Regions from separate parts of the Thunnus thynnus genome. Here region 2 is linked to region 1. A link is a contact called in public Hi-C data. All regions are on one chromosome and are shown on one strand. Each heading gives the region's core, a stretch centred on a gene start, on an enhancer-like site or on the middle of the called end of the contact. The rest is flanking DNA. Distances are from core to core; before and after follow the strand shown.

Region 1 (5,790 bases), core at 1,233-3,732:
CTAGAGTATTTTAACAGTAATGGATTGTTTATTTGAAAATGTAAATAAATAACTGATTATTTGAATTGCAAAACTAATCCTTATGTCACTTGTTACAACAAAAAAGTAATCTGAGTACTCTAATGCATTACTTTGTTCTATGTTACCCCCAAAACTGGTCATTACAAACTTCTGCTGTAGACCTGAAAGCTCATTTTCTCAAGAATTACTTCAAATCTCTCCCCACTGAATGATATCCACCCCTCTACACAGTGTAATTGCTCCTTTAAAACCCTAAAAAGGAAATATACACCCTTTTTCTGTCACTAAAATAACTATAACTACTATGAGGCCATGACCTTATTCTTCTTGATTGTTTGTGACTCACAGCTCTACTGTTGCACTCACTGTCAGTCCCTCAGGAGATGTGCCTCACATGAATAACTAAACTGACATGTACCAACATGAAGATATTGACCTCTAGTGGGCAAAATGTGAATCCTGCAAGTGCTGCAGTAACTCTGGTAGATGCTTTGTTTTAGAGCCTGAACTTCAAACCCCTCACCATGAGAAGACTTTCCATATGCAGCGACAGCTTCTGCTCCAAAAGCTCGTAGTTCTTGAAAGTGGCAAACAGCGCTGTAAGGGGAGAAGTGTAGTTTATGGAGCATCCAAAGAGGAAAGTGGAGGAAAGGGGAGTAATTGGAGTCTATGAGAAATTGGAAAATGACTGAATAAGAAAGGCAGAGCAGTTTTCTGTTCTACCCAGGGAAAAAGAAGTTTTTTGTCAAAGTAATAAAGACTGAGGCATCTACAAAGAAACATGCTGATGTGACTTTAATTGGATGGTAGTGGTGGTACAGTGAGCAAGTAATGATTCTACTGAAAAGAGGAACTGCACATTTGGTCCGTTATATCTTCTTTTGAGGCTGATATTTGCAGATGATAAGAGGCAGCTTTGAAGACGTGTAGATGTTTTAATGAAAAACACAGTTTGTAGGATTTTTTAAAGTTAGGAAGCTGATGTAATTTTTTCATCTTGATGCTTTTGGAACCTGCACTCAAAGTAGTCAAAAATGAGAACTTAATATAGAAAAGAGGGTTTGAAAGATAGGTTCACTCAAAAAACAAAAATCTTTGCCCAGGTTTTGAGATGCACAATCATGCTGTCTAAATGTTTTCACTGGGACTTTTTTTTTTTCATTGCTGTTCAAATGAAAACTGTTGACAGTGAGGTCTGTGGTTTGACATTTGGGAGGACTTTTTTCCTGGATGTTTTTAAACTCTTACAAGGCACCCCTATTTTTGTGCAGAGGCCGGAAAATAATATATCCAAAATAAAAAGACTACTGTTCATAACTATGGTCTCATTTAAAAAGTAACTCTTTAACTTTTACAACCAAAAAGTCAGAATGAGTATAAGTGATCCTGAACCAAAGTTACGGAGGCTAAAGTGTCATTTAACAGGTTAATCTCAATTTTAAATCACAATTTATAATGTTGTCGTTCACCTTTGTGAATTGTATTATATTGGGATAAATGGAATAAATCTCAGAGATGGATAAATCAAAACCTGGACAATTTAAATGATCTGCTCCTAAGGAAAGTAAACATTTAATTTTATTTAATTTTATTTATTTTTTATTTTTGGTGTGAACTGACCCTGTTGGAAAGCAAAGCTGTGTCAAATAATGTAGTAATACCAATGCAGTGTCCTTCCAATTTCAATTTTCAGTTCAATTCAATTCAATTCTATTCAGTTCAATTCAGTTCAAGACCACATTCATGAACAGTAACCTTTTTATTTTGGCTATATTATTTTCAGGACCCTACAGAAAAATAGGTGTGCCTGGTAAGAGGTTAAAAAATATAAATAAAATGAGTAAGAAGTATATAAACACTGCAAAAGTTTTTTTAAAAAAAGTATTTAAATACATTTGTTCTGTAGGGACAATTAGAGTAATGTAGGTTTGCAATTGGCACTTCAGAAGTACATTTCAATTTGAAGCCAATACGTTATATCTGCAGCCGATGCCACTCTGAAATCCCCAAGGTGTTTTCTAATCATATTGGAAAAGAGAATGCAGGTATCACACTAGGAATAGTAAACGGTGAATATAAAATTGCTCCTTGTGCCAAATTGTCCCAGATTATGTGCATTCCCTAATGTGGGACAGTTCAGGCTGAAATCTGAGACACTTGTTGTGAGGTTGAAAAGCCTGAAAATGCTGAAAGGTGTAAATCACCTTAATTCATACAATTCAATAATTCAGTTACATAACATCCCAGGTTTAATTTGACAGCAGTCCTATTCCTTAACATTTGTTCGAAGAAGATATAGGTGCATTTCATTTGGCATTGTAATTCAACCTACAGTAAGTGAAGTACGTCTGTCACACATCAGCAGACTACAGCGATCCCTCCTCCCGTCCTGCGGGGGGCAGCAGTGAGCTGAGAGCGCGTCGTTCTTCCAGACAGACGGTAAGAAAGCTGACGTGTTTCCGGCTTTATGCTGACGCGTCCTCTCGTCTCCTTCTACTCCGACGTGTCAGTCTTCTTGTGTCCAGAGCCGAGCAGCAGACAGGCCGCTCAATCCGCAGACATGGCACCTAAAGGCAGCAGCAAGCAACAGTCCGAGGAAGACCTTCTGCTCCAGGACTTCAGCAGAAACCTCTCAGCCAAGTCCACCGCGCTGTTTTACGGCAATGCTCTCATCGTCTCCGCCATCCCCATCTGTGAGTATCCGCACACACACTGCACAAGCTGGCTGCTGCTAACCAGCTGAGCTAACACTTACCATTCATTCAATACAGGGGGGAAAAACGGACTGATTGGCTGCTCAGAGTACCTGCAAGGACTGCTTCAGTGAGATTAGACATAATAAAATGCTATTATGAACAAGAATAGCTGCGATATGTTTCCTGTATCCGAGTAACTGTCATGAAAAGTGTAGCAGCAGAGTTCCTGTAATTATGTGTTGTAGCTGGTTAGGACTTTGGTAATAAGCAGATAGGTCCATGTTGTAGTGAAAATATAAAATATGAAGATGAATTCACAATCTTTAGTTTACTCTACACTGGTTTTAGTTTATGGAAAACACCAAAAAGCTTTTGCACACAAACTGCATACTCTTCTTATCCTTTATTTAACCAGGTGAAAAGTCTCATTGAGATTAAAATCTTTTACATTTATACAAGATAGACATACAAAAAAGGAAACAAACAACAAAAAGTACAGAATGGTACACTGACACATGTACAACAAGGTATAACAGTACATTGCCTCACAATGAATTACTCATTTCATGATCATAGGTTCTACTTGACCTGTACAGAGGGATTCATGTTAAAATAAAAATAGATAAGCTCACTCATTGAGATTAAAATCTCTTTTTCAAACAGTGATCTGGCCAAGAGAGAAGCATAAGCATCGTTACTACAATAAACACAAACAACACAAACGGATGAAGACAACGGTCACACTCCACAAACAAGTGAACACAACAATATCCAATTAGTATGCAATACAAGGACAAAAATCCAGTTATGATGCATAAACAGGGATGATTTCAGTGGAAAGTCACATTGACCAAGAGTACTATTTTCTAGATCCTTTAAAATGGACTGAAATCCCCCGTTATAATCAGCTCTGACAATTTCAGATCCTTCTGTACATTGTTCCAGCAGGAAGAGGCAGCGTATTTAAAAGCTCACTGACCTAAAATCATTTTAAAACATTGCTAACAGTGTGATTGTCTCTGTCTGTCTCTTTAGGGCTGTTTTGGAGGATTTGGCACATGGACCTGGTCCAGTCTGCAGTCCTGTACGCTGTGATGACTCTGGTCAGCACCTACCTGGTGGCCTTTGCCTACAAGAACGTCAAGTTTGTTCTCAAACACAAGTAAGACGGAAAAACACAGCACAACATTGAGTTAGATGATTAGTTTAGTGGTCGTTAGCATTCATTGATCTGCCTGGTGTCATAACATCATGTTGCTGTTGCCTTTCTCGAGACATGTAACACATGATTTTTATGCCTTTTGAGTGAAGTTTGAGTCTATTTAAGCAGGCAGAGTAAGAATCCAAGATGCAATACTCATGCCAGTACATTTGATTAGCTGTTCAGTAAACAAAGTGCTTTGTAACCACAACTGAGGGGATTACTAGTTAACCATCAAGTACATTTTTATTCTTATCAGTCACTTTGCCTCAAAATATATTTTCTAAGTTTGAGAAAAATCTCCCCCTGACTCCTAATATTTGCAACTTTTCTCTCTTGATCCTCCAGAGTTGCCCAGAAACGTGAGGATGCTGTTTCCAAGGAGGTGACCAGGAAGTTGTCTGAGGCAGACAACCGCAAAATGTCCCGCAAGGAGAAAGATGAGAGGTAAAACATGTTGAAACAGTGTTGTGCTGGATTATTTCCACTTAGCTTTGACGAAGTCATTGTGATAAGTCTGTGAAGTTCATCAGTCATAGAGTAACGGTATATCCAGAAGGGTTAAGTCAAGGACAGCTGGCCTTGTTTTGGGTTGGTGAGGTGAGGAATCTCTGACATTTAATCTAGGTTAACGACCCTGCAGACGTCTGGGACTCGCCTCTAGTTAGTCAGAAGTGAAGAAGCTCTTTGGATGAGAGGAAACATTTTAAAGAATAAAACAAGTTGAGACTTAGCCCGTCTGGATAAAAGTGTAATGTGTCAGACATACATGTGTATGAAATTTAAATGCGGTGTTGTCACCTGGCTTCAGAGCAGTCACACAGTCATGTCTTGTTGCAAGCCTGTTGACTTTTTTTGTAATTATGGTCCTACTTGGGTCAGCTGGTACCACATAACACAGATACTGCCTGTGTTAGGTTTTAGTCAACTCCCGCTGGGGTGTTTTCTGCAAAATATGTTTGCACACAGGAGAGAGAAAGTTCTCACAAAATGACACAAGTACGTCCAGTAAATTGTCTCAACAGTGATTAGATTACTTGGGGGACATCAAAGTTGACAATTTGATGACCTTAGACCACAAGAGCCATTACTAATCATCTTCATCATCTATATATGGCATTATTCTTAAACATGGTTTAGAAAGTTTGACTTCCTCCATTACGACAGTATTTGTATTGTACATGATAATGAAAGTGATGACAGCTGTTTTTCTCCTGTTCGTTTAGGATCCTGTGGAAGAAGAATGAGGTCGCTGACTACGAGGCCACCACCTTCTCCATCTTCTACAACAACACTCTCTTCCTGGTCCTGGTCATCATCGCCTCCTTCTTCTTGCTGAAGAACTTCAACCCCACCGTGTATCCTTTTAAACCCATATACACAGTATCATCCAAACTAATTACATGTGAAAACAGGATAGACTTAATACCAATAGAGGTTTGTTTGGTTTATATTTTGGCTCTGGATAAAATTAGCTAAGTAGACAAGACAAGGAGAAAAGCTTTTGGAGGATTCAAGTAGTTAAAATATAACTAATTGTCTTTTCTTTGAGTCCTTTTTTAGATTTAATTAAAGAGTGTTGTAGACAAGTTGTCATTAAGCAGTCTCTCAATGTGTGTTTTTGCCTTAACTTACTTTTTTCCCAGCAACTACATTCTGTCCATCAGTGCCTCTTCAGGACTCATCGCTCTGCTATCCACCGGCTCCAAGTAAAGGAGAAGAAAATGGGAACAAGCTGCAGGGATGAGGGATTAAGGGCGGGGTCGGGTGGGAGGGGAGGGAGTGGGTTTAACAAGGGTGTATTTTTTTTCACGGAAGTTAGGAATGGGCTTTGAATGGGACTAAAATATCACATTTCAACTTCATGAAATT
Region 2 (5,710 bases), core at 397-2,896, 170 kb before region 1:
ATGTAGACATTGACACTTCTGAAACTACCAGTGTAGAGGAAACTGAAAAGTTTTAAAATGGTTTAGAGTACATGGATAAACAGAAGAGCACTTTCACAGCAAAAACAGATCAACATCATACAACATTGGATAAAGAAACAAATGCAATGCAACATGTTCCACGTAACAAAAAACATTATTTCCATAGAGAGAAGACTGGATTCAATGTTGATGCTTACTTTTTGCCTCTGATCTGTCTCAGGTAGTGGAACACATTGATGACGTCTCGTATTCGTCGTGGGGCTTCTTCGATCTTGGATGCCAAGTTGATACAAGCCATAGCAACAATCTGGAAAGAGGGAAATCAAAGCAAAAAGTTGGAAGGAAGAGTTCCATGCCTAAGACATGCAACCAGCGGTAATGTGACCACAAAGTTGGTCTATATGACGAAACGTGCAGCACGAGAACAGACATTTGTTAACTGTCAGCAGATTTCGTAATATTTTCCCTATTTATACTATGATAGGTATTAATTAACTTGATATTAGGATTATGAGAATTAGTCCCTTTGTGGGGACGACTGTAAATATATTGTCAAGACAGCTTTATAAATCACACTGAACTCACGATTTTATCATAAATGTGTTGGTATACAACATACAAAGTTGCGTGTACCGTTATTAAGGATGAATTAGTTTAGTGTATATGATTTCGCCTTTGTTTCTTTTACGTTATTACCTCATTGTTGGTTGCTGAAACATTATAAACTTTACTTTCGGTTTAATAAAGTATCTATCTAATATTTAAAATCTGTCGGAAAGTTTGAAGACTGGCTGTCAGGTGAATATACAACTAGAGGAAAATACATGTGTCGATCCAGCGTCATGTCTGAACTTTTGAGTTTCGTATTGTTTCGCACTGATCTTCACATTGTCCCTTCATTGTCTTAGAGCAGTTCAAAAAGACAACGTATCGACAACATGGCTGCCGGGAACGTAACCATGACGTTAAGCTAGCCAGCAACACATTAACTTCAATGGACTTACCTCAAAGCTGTGCTTCACAAAGGACTTGGAGTAGAAAAACCGATGAAAAAGCACCTGCCCCGTTGCCATTGCCACCTGTCGAGAAAAACACAGGACACAATGTTTAAACTCTTGTATAATCTAGCCTGTCCTTACACAATGGGCCGCCGCCATTTTAGCTCCACCACGCCAACATGAGCAAACTGCTAACAAGCAGGCCGCAACGTGTTGAGGACTACAAAAACACACCAGCTTGTTGCTCAGTGTCCATTCACCACACAAATATGTTTAACATTAGGTACTCAAGAAGATTTACCTGCGGTAGCCGGAGAAGAATACCCGCCGACTGAATCAATTCACACCCAAGGATGCGAAGGTCGGTCTCCGTGCTCAGGTCGAGGCCATCCAGCATCGACGGCGTCGGAGAGAGCCTTTCCTCTGGTATGAGAGAGTTATCGATCGTGAGGTACACCTCCGAGTAAACTTTGTCACCAATAAGGATGCCATCGTTGTTTGTGGACGCGTTGGAAGATACAGATAGGGGACCCGCGGCCATCTTCGCCCGAACAACAGCAGTTTCTCAGCTCAGCCTCGACAGAGCGACGGCGGAGCAGGATGAACTGACACAGCGCGTGACGTCACTGCCCTGTTGACTCTCAGACGTTAGTGCACATCCGCGCTGCTAAAATAGTCCAGCAATGTTGAATTATTGAGCAAAAGCATACATACCTTTCCCCAAAAGCGTTCACAAACTGTGTTCAGTATGAAACATGTATTAAAGCTGGCCCTCTTTCATCAAGTAATCACCATTCACCCTTTCTTTATTTTGTTCATATATTTCACATGTCTACATTACAACTCACTATGAGCTAGTTATTTAAGCACTAAACAATTGTACAGATATTTAACGAAACAATCGATCTCATATACAATGTAATATTGTTTCCACCGCTTACACTCATTACTGTAAATATGACCGGATGCTACCTTCAAGATCTCCACGTGAGCTATGTTTTTCCAAAATCAATCGTTTTGGATCATAAATGATAACAAACCGACCGACTAACAAAAACAAAAGTTGGCTCATTTTTGTCCATTATCATAATAAAACCCCATGTATGTGTCATTGCATCGACACGGCAAACAGCAGAAAATGTAGCCTATATGACTACTATGACTACTCATGTCTCACTTAGCTTAGTCTCCTAACACTAGTAGATGTTATTACACGGTAGTAATGTTTTACCATAGGTTATAACATTTTTGCTGTTGTTTTTGCTTTGTTGATTGAAGTTCACATAACTTCCCCTCGGAAATAGGCTACAAACCATATAAACGTTCTCGGAATCGCGTTGTTAAAACTTCCGACATCACCCGAAGGCAGCACGAAGCGAGTCACCACCAACGGTTTCAGTGACGTAGGTTACTGGAAAGTCCGGACCTCTCGCCATTACCTCTGGAACATATCCATCCGCCCCTCACAAAAAAAGGAGGAACAGAAGAAATGATTGCGGAAATTATCAGATGTTAGTAAGAAATAGGCGTTGTACGCCCAACTTACTCAAAATATACGTTTCGTAATACAAGTCAACCAATGAAATATACAACTATCGTGTTAGGGAGGGGTGGGTTAAGTGTTCTAGGATACAGTACGAACTGTATTTTAAGACTGTGCGAAGTACAGGTCGTCAAAGAAGGTGCAGCTCCACATGCTTAATTAGTTCAAACATTGTGCTCACTCACTGTTCAGCCCTCAGGATTTTTATAGCCTGAGGCCTTGCAGTAACGCCAAATGGACAGCAGAGAGAACTAGAGACCCACCAGATGTTTCTACCAAGAAAAGCTCCCTGGGGGTAAAGAGAGCTAGTGTTGTGAGGACTCATAACACTGACCTTGGACCTTGTTTGGCTACAGTTTTACTGTCAACAACTGATTTATGGGCCTAAGCTGCTGTAGTGTGTGTTTGTTTTTGTGAATGGTGTGTCTATATACACACACATATTTTTTTGCTGGATTACTGTCTTTGTTAGTTGCAACACTTACCAGCTGCGCAAAGCTGGTAAGTGTCCTGCACGCCAGTTTGTTTTCAGTCATTTGAGTTATTTCACATTTATTAGGGTATTTGCAACAGGAAAGCAGAATATCGACTGAGATGGAGCTCACATTATTACCTAATCTTGAGGCCCTGCCTTGTAGAAGAAGGGGCCTCTGTCAAATGTTTTAAGGCCTCAAATAATATAGTTTATAAGTGGTTCCCAAAAATGAGTAAAATGAAGCACTTTTTACTTGTCACAGCATGTAATCTCAGATTGTTTTATTTGAATAATTGTTAAAGGTTAAACAATCCAATATTTCACAAAAAAAACTTTCTTTTTACTCTTTTGTAGCCTATCCCATTAATTATCTTGTGACCCCTACAATACATCTTGTGACCAAGTGGACAGATCATCAACCACTGTTTTAATTTTGTGCTCACATGGTGCATATTCCTAAATAACAGTAATCAAATTACCACAAATTAAATGACACACGGGAAACGGTGCCAGGTATTTTACCAGCTCAAAAGTTCTACTTCTTTTCTGGGTCTGCAGGCAAAAATAGTGAAGTTGTAGGTTGCTGTGTACTTGATGGGAACCTGCAGGTGACAGGGCACACACGCAACATCTGAGGCTATTGTGAGCTATAGCCACAATCAAAAACATGGCATAAGGGCGTACTTTCATAACCTGTTTGAGGCTATATGTATGGCACGTAAAGGACAGACAAAATATCCGCACGAACACACACGTTTACCTACCTCAGTTTTACTGATACACCACATGAGGTGGCAGACTGAGGTCTCATTGTCCCTGTCATTAACCAACACCTACAACCAGCACCTCCGCCCCCGCACTTACGCAGTTACCACGACGACAAGAATACTGAGCATTCTTTCTCTGGTTGCCTGGGTGACACTAATTATAGGGTGTGGGAGGGCTCACGGGACGGCAGAATACCGGAACGACCATAACGACGCAGGAGAGAGGCGTTCAGGGACGCCCAGTGACGAACAAGGGCTTAGTTATACACTCCCTGCAGTGTGTGTGTGTGTGTGTTTATGAGCAACTTGCACAGATTCCCCAGGGACACGTGTGCATGCCTGCCCTGCTATGATAATTACTACGAGGAAGAGATCACACTCTGAGTGCGTGTGCGTGGCATGTGTGCATGTGAGTGTTTGTTAAGGGGAGATTAAATTTGAATGTTAAAGAGGGATCAAAACGTCATTCATATCAACGTAATAGGGCTTTATGCTTCGTGCCCTCTTACGCACATATCAAGATGTAGGACGGCTTTCAAGGAGTTGTATCCATTCAGGCGAGATCTCTCTCTCACACACACACATGCCCTGGGGCTCTTTCTCAAACAAACACACACACACACACACAAACCAGGAAGGACACCAGGTCAAGGGCTACAAAGCAAGGGCACAAGCAAAGGAAAAAGCCCCAGTAAAAGAGCAGAGGGCAATAGAAAAGAGAGATGACTGGATCAACAATAAAGTGAAGGCATAGATAGTGAAGGAAAGGCTGAGGGGGAATTGCTTTTTAGCAACAGGACGAGAGAGGTTGAATACCAAAAGAAGGCCAAAGAGATTAAAAGAATATTGACACAGAGACAGATTTAAGTCTGTGTGCCAAAGATAAAGAGAGAGCGTGTGTTTGTGTTTTGAGGGAGGCAGAAAATGTTTGCGGTCAGAGCAGAGAGTGTGTTGAAGACTGAGTGTGTGTGTGTTGTGGGAGAAAGAAGGAACAGGGATGTGTGTGTGTGTTAATGCCTCTGTGATGGACATAGAAAGAGGTGATCTCTTCAAATACGCAGCACACGTGCATGTCACGGTCAAAGGAAGTATAATGTGGATAAAAGGAAAGGTCAAAAGTCAGAAGTGAATATGCAGGGAGAATGTGAGCAGTTGTCAAAAGGTCAGCATGTGCCTGGAATAAAGCAGAGTATCAAACCTAAATAGCTTTTTCAGTAGTGACTGAAATGTGTGTGTTGCACCAAGTATCTAAGTTTGCATTAAATGTCTGATCTTATTGACTTCTTTCATCAGATAGTTCAAATCAAAATTTGGCCAGTTGACAATTTAATCTGCACTCAAGGTCCACTTACTCTTTTTTTTTTGTGTTTTGCTGTTTACATGATTAAAAATCAGCCGCCAAGCTCAACCTTTAAGCCAACAAGGACAAGAAAAAAAAGACTCCATCTGCAAATGAAGATTATGTGATGCAGTCAAAAGCTCAGGAACCAGTGAGTTAGTGGACCTTGAGTTTAAGATTGTTTTATTAACTGCTGTTTCCAAGATCAAGTCACCTCACACTATATTAAAAGTACTGAAAAAAAATCAAACAATACGCAGCCCTGCACTGAAAGATTTCTTAATCTGCCACACGTACATTGAGATGATAACCATACAATCGATGTCCTTCAGCTGCGTTACGTAATGACAAAAAGTGAGAAACGTCGGTGTTGGGACAGAAACAATCACTCACCGGAGACACGTACGCGTGGCAACGTCTCATGCGATGAGTAAACACACACAAGGCCACACACAATCACACACTCAAACACAGGAAGGCAACAAGAAGTCAGCTGCAAAGTACAAAATGAATTTGCCACGTTATTCACATCAAGGGAGAGTGTATTGTTTGTTATAAAGGGGCACT

The links. A called contact is a pair of places that touch in the nucleus more often than the background predicts.
Region 2: a contact with region 1 is called in a Hi-C map of muscle, with 11 times the contacts expected there. The contact joins the promoter of ccnl1a here to the promoter of ssr3 in region 1. A contact is called at or near these places in 3 of 3 Hi-C or Micro-C datasets (heart and muscle).

Annotation. Positions count from the first base shown.
Region 1 is chr7:12,152,995-12,158,784 of fThuThy2.1, reverse strand. It overlaps ssr3 (signal sequence receptor, gamma), which reads left to right and starts at 2,482. Exons shown (of 5, transcript XM_067594410.1): 1 at 2,482-2,714; 2 at 3,753-3,879; 3 at 4,267-4,365; 4 at 5,145-5,276; 5 at 5,565-5,790. The coding sequence starts at 2,489. The coding sequence ends at 5,631.
Region 2 is chr7:12,325,077-12,330,786 of fThuThy2.1, reverse strand. It overlaps ccnl1a (cyclin L1a), which reads right to left and starts at 1,646. Exons shown (of 10, transcript XM_067594413.1): 1 at 1,321-1,646; 2 at 1,026-1,100; 3 at 219-328. The coding sequence starts at 1,560. lekr1 (Leucine-, glutamate- and lysine-rich protein 1) reads right to left here. Exons shown (of 12, transcript XM_067594412.1): 12 at 1,779-5,710.